Regions from separate parts of the Drosophila melanogaster genome. Here region 1 is linked to region 2. The links are chromatin contacts, called in public targeted proximity ligation maps. All regions are on one chromosome and are shown on one strand. The core of a region is the stretch at or near the end of the contact, and the rest is flanking DNA. Distances in the headings are between cores, read along the strand shown.

Region 1 (5,115 bases), core at 2,526-5,025, 550 kb before region 2:
GGTCCGCTTTTGGAGTTTTGTCAAGCGCAAAATTGAGACATTTCATGGGGTGGCCGGGATGCTTTTGATAGGTTGTAAGTGTTGTCCACTTGGTTACAGCACGGAACTTCTTAAGGCGCTCCAAGCTGGGAATTGCTTTTTAATTTGGTTTGTTCTTTGATTGTTTTTATTATTCTTTGACTTTGAGTGAATTGTTTTCGAATTGACGCTGTGGGAATATTAGGGGTGTTAAAGGTGCTTTAAAAATGAAGTAGGACACCGATGATTGTTTTTGTGGTTACAGCTGGATCTATTAATTTGCTTTCGATGAGGTTTAAATCATAAGAAATCATTTAAATTGTTTCAACATAAAAAAACAGCCATTCTCAGTAGATAAGAAAACGCTCTGATATATATTAATATTTTTTGTAGTCATTTTATAAAACTATTTTTACCAGAAAAGTTGTATCCTTATTGCAAAACTTTTCCATTTTAGATAGGAACAATCTACATTTCCGAGTATCTGAGTATCAAAATGTTCCAAAACTAAAAATGTTCTTCCGTAAATCTTGCAAACTTTTCAACACGAAATTGACTGAAAAAAAGGCTTTGCTCGTATCAACGTTTTTTTTTTTTTGCCCTTCGCCCCAGACTTTGCACACCACGCCAACACTTAAAATGCACGCATTACTGCAGACACGCCCCCTTGTCCCGCCCCCTTCTGCTGCATCTAATTATGCGAATGCATTTGAGCGCACAATTTTGAACTTTTTTTTTCTACGCTGTAAAATTAGGTCAGATTTAACATATTCATTAGAACTTGAGCAGCTGCAGTTTGGCGATTAGGGGGACGATTTGGCGGGAAGCTGTTGTGGGTTGCATAAGTAAATATGTGTGGGTGGTTGGGTGGTGGTACAGGGTGGTGCAGTGTGGTGCATGGTGGGTCAGGGGGCAGCAGCTGGAACTCAAAGGAAGCGAGCAGAAAGTTTCAAGCGCTTTTAATGGTGATTACAAGTGCACACATATATGGCAAAAAAAAAATAAACGCAAAATGAAAAAACGAAATTATTAGAAAATTGCATTCTCTACAGCAGCAACAACGACGGCCTCGTTTTGGCTTTGCTTTTGCCATCACGATAAGCATTCGTTACAAGAGCGAAGTAAAATGGGTGGAAAAGAGGTTAAAAGCGGGGCAAAGCGCGTGAAAAGCTGAAGCTGCCGACATTAATACACTAATTTGTTAGAGACATAGCGACTTTATAGACTTCTTTTATGTATGTATACTATTCCTTAAACTATTGAGCTTTGTTTTAGAAGTATTATTGCATAAGTGCATGCTGGAAAATTACGAGCTGAACATCTTATCTCTCATTGAACAAATATATTTTTTTTATTTCTAAGTTTACTATTATTTATATATAAGTATATAAGTACTTAATAATTTTGGCATTATTTAGAAAAAATAGTTCTTAGGTATTTCCGTGTTCATCTCTTCTCTTCGAAGAATTTAATTTATATGTGCGATAAAAAGAACTATTGATAAAAGGGTATAGTATTCTCGGTGCCAGACTTCCCCTCGTTCTTGAAGGAATTTTGAGCAACAGATAAGAGTGAGCCAGCAGCAACATATACAGCGGCAACATCCTCATCAGCAGCAGCAGCAACCGCTTCAGCAGCAACATCGATGGCGTTGAATGTCTCAATTCGAGGAGCAGACTGTGAACACTCGAGCACGCATATGTGCACTGAAAGGGGCGTGGCTCAGTTATTGAGCTGCTCTTTTTCGACCGATGTCTCAGCTTTTCAGACACTATTCAGGCAGCTTCGGACCTACCCCATCCCTTCCCCCGGCTTAGCCGCGATTTATAAGTCTAAATCTTCTACGCCAGCTATACTTTACGTATGCTGATGCTTTGTGCCATTGCCGAAGCTTTATTTTCACTGTGAAGATTCGCTGAGGCTATTGCTACAGATCCTGAAGTTAGTTGTATTCATAAATTGATAAATTTAAGAATAAGAAGACCTACAATTATTTAAATTTCAAAGGGCTGTCTCTTATTATAAGTCTACCTAACCTACTTTGCCAATATAGCTAACCGTTCGCCATAGTGTAGTTTGACTGTACTGCTTCCTCTGCGCTTACTGCTTCCTCTTCCATTTGCACGAGCACTTCAATTACAAAAGCACGCAAGTCGCCATCATTTAATGGAATTAGTACAATGACAATTGTGGCCAAAGACCAAGGAGATGTTAAAGAAGACGACTTGGCTCAACCCAACTCAACTCAACGCTCTCAACTTAGCTCAACTCGGCACGAAACTCGACACGAAAACTGGCGATATGAGTGCGGCGGCAATAGAAATAAATTGAATAAATGCGAAGCGAGTACGCAGCAGCAGAAGAACCAAATAAAAGAAAAGAAAAGAAGAGAAGAGGCGAGGTCACTCAGTCGCTGGCTGATAATTTTCGGCAGATAGGCAATTGCCATGGAATGGAGATCATCAGCAGCAGGAACTTCAACAACAGCAGAAGTCCATGGAAAAAAAAATAATATTAGTTTTTACATTTTAAAACTCAAGTAGTGACGAAGTGCGCCAATGGAAATGATTTGATATAGATATACTGCATGTCCCAACAGGATATAGGTTTTTTTTTTTTGGTAATACATAATGAAATCGTTGCTCGATCGTGTTTTCTTGCAGTGCATCGGCCACAGAAGCACCCGGTGGCCCATCCCCAATTTCCATCCATTCATTTCAGTCAGCTGCAGAACAACAAAGACCCGTGTCGATGACAATTAGCGATTGGATGGGATGGCATCGAACCGCGTGGAATGGGCGCATGATGTTTGTCTCTGACCGACCCAAACATTTTCGGTTTCGGTGGGGTGGCACACCTTTAACCAACTGGTAGCCGGAATATGTAGAGCATGGAGCGTTTGTGTTGCGCCATAAATTAAATCTAACACCCGGCACACCGAAAGACAGGAAAGCCAGCTAGATCGGTTGGCGGCGATAGATCACTAGCCAGCAAACTCATTTCAAATGGCAAGTGAAACAATGCGAAAAATTACACGCTTCAATGGGCTGTCAAACAATTTATCAAGCCTGAATTTGAATCCGCATTAGCTGAGCGCTTTTGGCGAACCTTAAATTAAAAGCTAGCTGAATTTCAATTGCGAGTAGCAGGGAGTAGCAGAAATGCAACTTTAAGTCATCCATCAGGCCAAGGAAACTCGAGCAAAAGTGGCCCCTCGAGTGTCATTTCATACGGTATCGGTTCGTCTGCTATCGTGCAACACCAAACAATTTTGAAATACGCCAATAAAATGGTAAATAAAATAAAACAAAAGCTGGTGGCAATTGCCGAATTACAGATGCTCTTTCAGTTTGCATTGAAAACTATGATTTGGAATGAGGGGTTTCAATTTATTTAAAATATGACTGACTTAATTATGCATCGTAATTGTTAAGTAATGCAGCAAACAGCTTGTGTTATTGAAATTAAGTGATTAACTCAAATGAAATTTCGATAAACAAATTACAGCCATTTTGAATAACACAATAAACTCGCGACATCATAATAAAATCAGCTTTTCATATATAAGCCAATCCCATCGGTCACAGCATTGTAACATTTGCACATTTCATAGAGCATAAAAATCCCCCGCATTATTCGCTTAACACTCTCAACTCCATCCACACACACACATTCTCACACATGTCTGTTTACTTTTGATAACATCACAGTCGTGGTCAATCGTCGTCGTCATCGGTAATGTATCGCATCGAGGTTTGAATGACGCGTATCATTGGCAATTAAATTAAAATTTACACAACCATAAATACTTATAAATAAAAGTACGGCTAGAGCGAAACTGGAAGCAGAAGCCCGCGCAGGCAAACATGTGTGTGTTTAGTCGGACATACAAACTTTTTGCAATGCCATACGCTGGCCAGATACAAATGTATCTGTATCTATGAGTTCGTGCGAGTGGTGAAGCGACTGCAGTCGCTTGTGATTTTTCGCCAGTGACATTTTAATTGCTGTTATGTTTTATTGATATACAAAAACTACTAAAGCTAATTGTTTTATTGTTAAATGCGCTTTATTTGCTCTCTGAGTGGCAGCTTAATAATCAACTATAAATATCATACAATTAGCGCTATTATGGGAAGTTTATACCTATCGGCTTCCCCTCCTCACCATTTCTCAACCGATCGCCACTGTTTCTTCAGTTTGCTCGCATTGAATCTTTCGATTTGATGGATTGCAGCCAAGTCTAACGTTGACACTGCGAATGTTTTCATGGCGTTAATTGCGATGGTGGAAGTGAATTATTTTAATGCCTTTATCTGTTCTTGAGAGCTCCGAGATTTGGCATTGAAGCAACTTTCAGTGCTCATTTTGCACATTAGATATTCGATATATTAAAATAACTCATCAATGTTTCAGATAATTAAGTTCTTTTTTCTATTTTGCTGCGACACTAACTCTAGCTAAGTTTTTGATCTTACTTATTTCTCTTTGTCATCAAAAGTCCTTCGCTTCAATTACATAATTTCATTAACTCTTCGTACTCGTATCTCAAAATTTGTTTGCATTATTTGCCGCTGCTGCTGCTTCTTCAACCTCCATTGTTCTGCTTCTGGAAAAACACTTGAACTGCTAACTGGTGACTGTGCTCCTCCTCATGGATTTTTTTCGCTCTTCGTACTTTTGTACTATTGAAAGTTCGTATGTGTAATGGTTGGAACTCGGAACGATGGAACGTGCACAACAAGAGCTCGTGGATGGACGTAGTTCGTCATCGTCATCATCATCATCGGTATCATTATCTTCGTCCATGCCGTCATCGAATCCAATGGCTCAAATGACATTTCCGCACCTGACGCCCCGTAGCCCCACCTCCTTAGGCCCAAACCGCCCAAGTCATTCATCACCAAGCAGCTATAAAATAGCCTGTGCCTTGTCTATATCTCTTTGATACCCTTTGCAAGTGGGGTAGAGTACCAAAATGTATCTTAAAATATAAAAAATCCAAGAAGCTAGTTTTTGATGCCAGTAAATATGTCGTTTTATTTTGATTATGATAAATGATTACTCGAATACTAATATAACTCTTTCAATATAACT
Region 2 (5,000 bases), core at 798-3,297:
TACGCCATTTGCAAACTGCATTTTAACAACTGTGTAAATATTTTATGACAACGCGCTTCCTGGTTGTCTGTTGTGTTTTTAAGGCATTTCTAAGTGAAAGGTGGATTGGTTTTGGAGCTGGAGTAGTTAGTTTTTAATTTTTTTAGGATGGTCAGGGTCTAAAAGTTACGGCAATATCAGATATATAGTTTTCTTGACACATCCTCCATTTGTATCTTAAAAATGTATATATTTAATTAATTTTTTTTTAACTAAAATATTTTACTGGCTTTTATCGATTTTAAAAGATATTCAGTCAATGAATCAGTAAAGAAAAAATCAAATAATCAGCAATACAAAAATAAATTTTACGGTTCACAATTTTTTGTTGTTTCCCGGAAATACAGCAAAACGAATCAAAAAGTATATGTATGTAGATACACTTTTATCAATTGGGGAAATTAAAAATCTGCCCGCTTGCAGCACGCTCGTGTTTCTTCTCACTTTCTTTCTTTCTTTCATTCGTTTCGCTGTCTTTCGTGTGTGCCTCGTCGTTATCAAGTATCAAGACAAGTCGGTTCTGTGATAAGAGACAAACGGCGGGCAGGCCATCGATTATGCTTGTCTTACGCGAATTCCCCAGTCGTTTGGACATATGGACAGAAATACAGCGAACTTTGTAGTCGGGGGGGCTTTCAAGTTAAAACCACATGCAATACAAGCACAAAGTAGTGAAAAAATAGAAAATAATAGATTTTGTCGTACGTCGGTTGGCGCCAAGGCGCCAAATTGTCATGTGTGCATATATAGTATATACCGAATATACAGACTACGTATACGCGATATTGAGGGGGGCGTGTGCGGGGGCTGTTCCCAGTTGTCAATTCTCTTTTCGTTGTTTTGGCAAATCTTCTATCCTTCTTTCTATTTATACCCTTTCGCGCAGGGTATTTGAGCGCTTGAGCAGTTAGGGAATAATAAGTATTATGCTTTAACAAAACTTTCTTTAAAGTGGAGTTCTATTGACTGTACTGATAAAAAAAAGTGTTAAAACATATATTTGTTCTCTAAGCTATTTGGTGTTTGGTTTTTGCTGTGATTGACAGCAGCAACAAATTGCGAAGAGCAAACAACAAATCGTGTGGAAGACAGAGAGCGAAAAAAAATAAAACAAAATAAACAATTTCTCAAAAAATTTAAAAATAGTGCGCAAATTGCTATTTTTATTATAGACTAAACGAAAAAAAAGAGCATGCAAAACAAAAACAAAACAAATGCGACAAAGTCTCGAAGTCAATCAATTCTGCGCGAGAAAGAGAGGGCACGAGAAGCTTATCACTCGAGTTCTTCGCGCCATCTCTCTCTCGCTCTCTTGCTCTGCTGCTCTCTTACATCGTTTGTCTTTTACACACGTGAATTATTTTGTTTTCCTCTCTCGCTATCTGCGTCTTCTAATTGCATTCTATCGTCGTCTGTTTTGTTTTGTTATTGCTTTTTGGTTTCTCTACCGCCTTCTCATTCTCTCTTTCTGTCTACTTCCTTTAGTGCTCTCTCTTCGATTTTGTTATTGATCATTTTTGTGCATTGCACATTATCGCCTTGTTTGTATTTGTTGCCATTTTTCTTAGCAAGAAAAAAAAAATAACAACAAAAATGCGGACAAACGTAAACACATTTTTTATTGCGTTTCGGGTTTTTACCCATTTAAATTTTAAATTTCCAATTTCGCTTCAAATAAAATTATTTAATATGCAATACAATTTAGCTTACTTATTAACTTACTCTGTAATTAATTTAAAAGTGTGTCATTATTTTGACTCACCTCTTATTTTCTTGCTTTAATATGTAAATCATTTAAAGTTCATTTTATTGCAAAACTCTATATGTTGATTTTTATATCTTTATTACCAATTAGTTTTTCGGCTGTAAAATTTCAATATTTTACTTGTATAAAATGTTATTCTCCATTCTACTGTAAGCATACATACAATGATCTTGAGAGCACTGCTTATATGAATGCGGGCTTTCCACTTTGTACAGTTTTAGAATAACTGTGCCTAACTATGTATTCAAGCAGTGTACTTCATATTCTATCAATCCAAAACTGTCGAAACTGTTAAACAGCATTACTGTTTACAGCACTACTGCTTAGTTTTCAAACTGTGCTAACATCACTGTTAAACAGTTTTGTCTGTTAGCAAAGCGGTTTGACTAAGCAGTTTACATAGCCCTCTATCGGAATATTGTCAAAATGTCAGTAAGCAGTATACGTCTTGAACAAATAACACAACAATATCAAGCAGTTTACTGAAATATTTGAAATGGAGGCGCCGAAAAATGCAATTCCATAACTTTGGTTTAGACAAAATAGCTAATAATAATTATTGCTTACGACTTTGAGCCATTTTTACTTAAATTCTTCTTCTTTTATTTTCAGGTAAGCAAGCGAAAATCATAAAAATCGAAATGTATATGCCCCAATATCATTTTTATGTATGTGAGTACTACGCTTTACCTTAATTCCCTGCCAACCCATTAAAGAAACATTCATTACTTTTTGCTGTTTTGTCTTTCCATTTAACGCATTTAAATAATTTAATCATGCATTAAGAAAACTAACTTGTAAATAAATGTAGCTTAGTGAAGCAGTCGTGTTTGAAATCTTTACCATTTTGAAAAAGTTAAGCTTAATTCACAATATATTTTAATGGTATTTCCGTTAGTTAATTTTTATTTTAATATTATCATTTGTAAATTGTAAATATTAAAGGCAAAATTTACCAACTGCCTGTATTTACTTTAAATAGGAGGCGAATCTTTTTATTGTTTTTATTGTTCCTTTAAATATTTTTGTAAATGTCATACATTTCTTTTATGTACTAAAAGTCAAAAGAATTGCAAACTGAGAGATGTGGAGATTTAGTTTCTGGTGTTGTCCCATCGTTTTTCTTCCCTAATTTTCCAACCGCTTTCAAACTTACGCAATCCTTTCTGCTGTCCTTCCAAGCTAATTGTGCTGTCCAATCAAACTGCCGAATTGCGAATGAAAACCGCAAGCATTGGAAATCGCGTATTACGTAAATAGAAACGAATTAAAGACAATTCGCAAATAAATTTCGGCTTGGCGGGTAAAAGTGGTCAAAAGCAGAAAACAGCAGCGGCGAGCGATGAAAACTCGCAGATAAACTGCGAAAACAAAACGGTGAAGCGATTAATGCACCCCCTCCCCCTCCCCCTCTCCCCAACCCCCCTCCTCTTTTTCCGACGAAAATTTTCTTCGAGCTGACTGCAAATTTCTTTTCAGCGATTTTTTTCTTTTCTTTCTCTTATCTGAGATCGCAGTTTTCGAGGCTCCCGTTTTGGAATTTTCCGTCTCGCTCTGCGCAGTTTTCTTTGAGCTTAGCTCCATTCACCTAATTTTCTTGAACAACAACAAATGCTTGTTTTTCACAATTTTTGTTGAATACTTTTATTTCCTTGTTGGCTTTGGGGCGACATACTGAACCAACGACAAAAGCGGGAAAAACACAATGGCAAATGAAAATGGCAGTGGAAGGGGAAATGGGGAAGGGGGAAAATGCTGCATGTAATGTGCATTTAATTTGTTGCTGCAACAACAATGCAGCCGCAATTTTCCATAGTTTTCAATGGGGTCGTTTTCTTTTTGGTTTGTATTGCTCATTTTATGCTAATTTCGCTACATAGCCATTATGCAAGCTGCAAGTGGCGAAAGATAGGATGATGACAATCCAGATGCCAGGATGACGCTGGGATTTTTGGGATTTTCAAGAGGATGACTCAAGAAGAAGACAGGGGAAAGTATTTAAAATTGGGGGGAGTAAACGCGAAACATATATATATGTTTATATCCGCGAAAAAAAGGTTGGCCCAAATGAGTAGAAAACTGATTTTAATAAGGATCCTTTTCCTGTTAAACTTCTAAAAGTTCTGCTAATTTACTCATCTCGAAATAAAAACTTGTTGTGCACAGAGTAACATTTTTGTCATGTGCGGCACATTAAAAAGTTTCGTGAAACTTAAAATTAACAATTAAAATCGTAGCAGGAAGCAAACAAAATTAAAAGCTCCAAAAGTTTTGCTGCAGACAAAAAAAAACAAAAAACAGATAGCCACAAAACCGAAAGGAAAAGCAACAACAAGCATGTGGGGCTCCACATTTCACTCCACTGAGAATTATCCACTATCCAACAAAAAAATAAAAGGAAAATGTGCCTGGACTGCAGCTAAAAAGTTGTTGTTGCCACCATTTCTCTTACTATGGCTTACTACTTATTTTGTGAGGCAAAGGCCTTTAGCCTGTGAAAAGTTTTTCTTTGGAAAAATCCTCTTTCCACGCCCTGTTGCATTTAATTTATGCACTTAGCTGTGGAGTAAAAATCAGCTTGATTTTCTAGAACGGAAATATGTTTTTCATCCTCAAAGGAAAAGCGAGTTGTCGTCACTCTGTCACACAGATCAAACATTTTCCAAAGGAAATGTTCGTTTTTACCCTATTTGCGAAGATTAATTTGCCACAACGTAATTGACAAAATTTTCAGCACCTTCGCCGCGATTTTGCTTTTTGTCAATTTTATTTGAGATGCATAAATTGCATGTGGCATGCCACATTCATCATCTGCTGCCTGCAGCAAAAGATTCCATGTTGCATCCTCGGCAGTTGTGTGTTGTTTATGCCGAGAATTGGAGCGCATCGACAAGTTGCAGCAAATGTTGCATCATATTGTTGCCCTGCTGCCTGTTGTGCTGGCAAATGAAGTGGAAATTGAGTCTGCTCTTGTTGACTGCGGTTGCATTTCTTTTTTTTTTTTTTTTTGAAAATATTTTGATTGGAGTGAGAGTAGTCACATTAACAAAGCAAAAACAATTAAAATTTTTAAGACAAATTATGCAATGTAATCACATTCAACTAATTGTCATGTTGTTAAAACACATACAAAACAAACTTTTTTATTGGCAGCGACAGCCTTTGCAAGGCACAAAAAATGAGCGCACACCCAAAA

Evidence for each region.
Region 1: a targeted proximity ligation map of the Kc167 cell line shows a contact between it and region 2, with 5 times the contacts expected there.

What each region holds. Positions count from the first base shown.
Region 1 is chr2L:13,071,476-13,076,590 of dm6, reverse strand. No RefSeq gene overlaps it. Among named protein-coding and RNA genes, the nearest start is that of CG9932, 14 kb to the right of the region's middle.
Region 2 is chr2L:12,517,593-12,522,592 of dm6, reverse strand. The region is part of intron 5 of bun (bunched); the gene reads left to right. Among named protein-coding and RNA genes, the nearest start is that of snoRNA:CG43051-a, 12 kb to the right of the region's middle.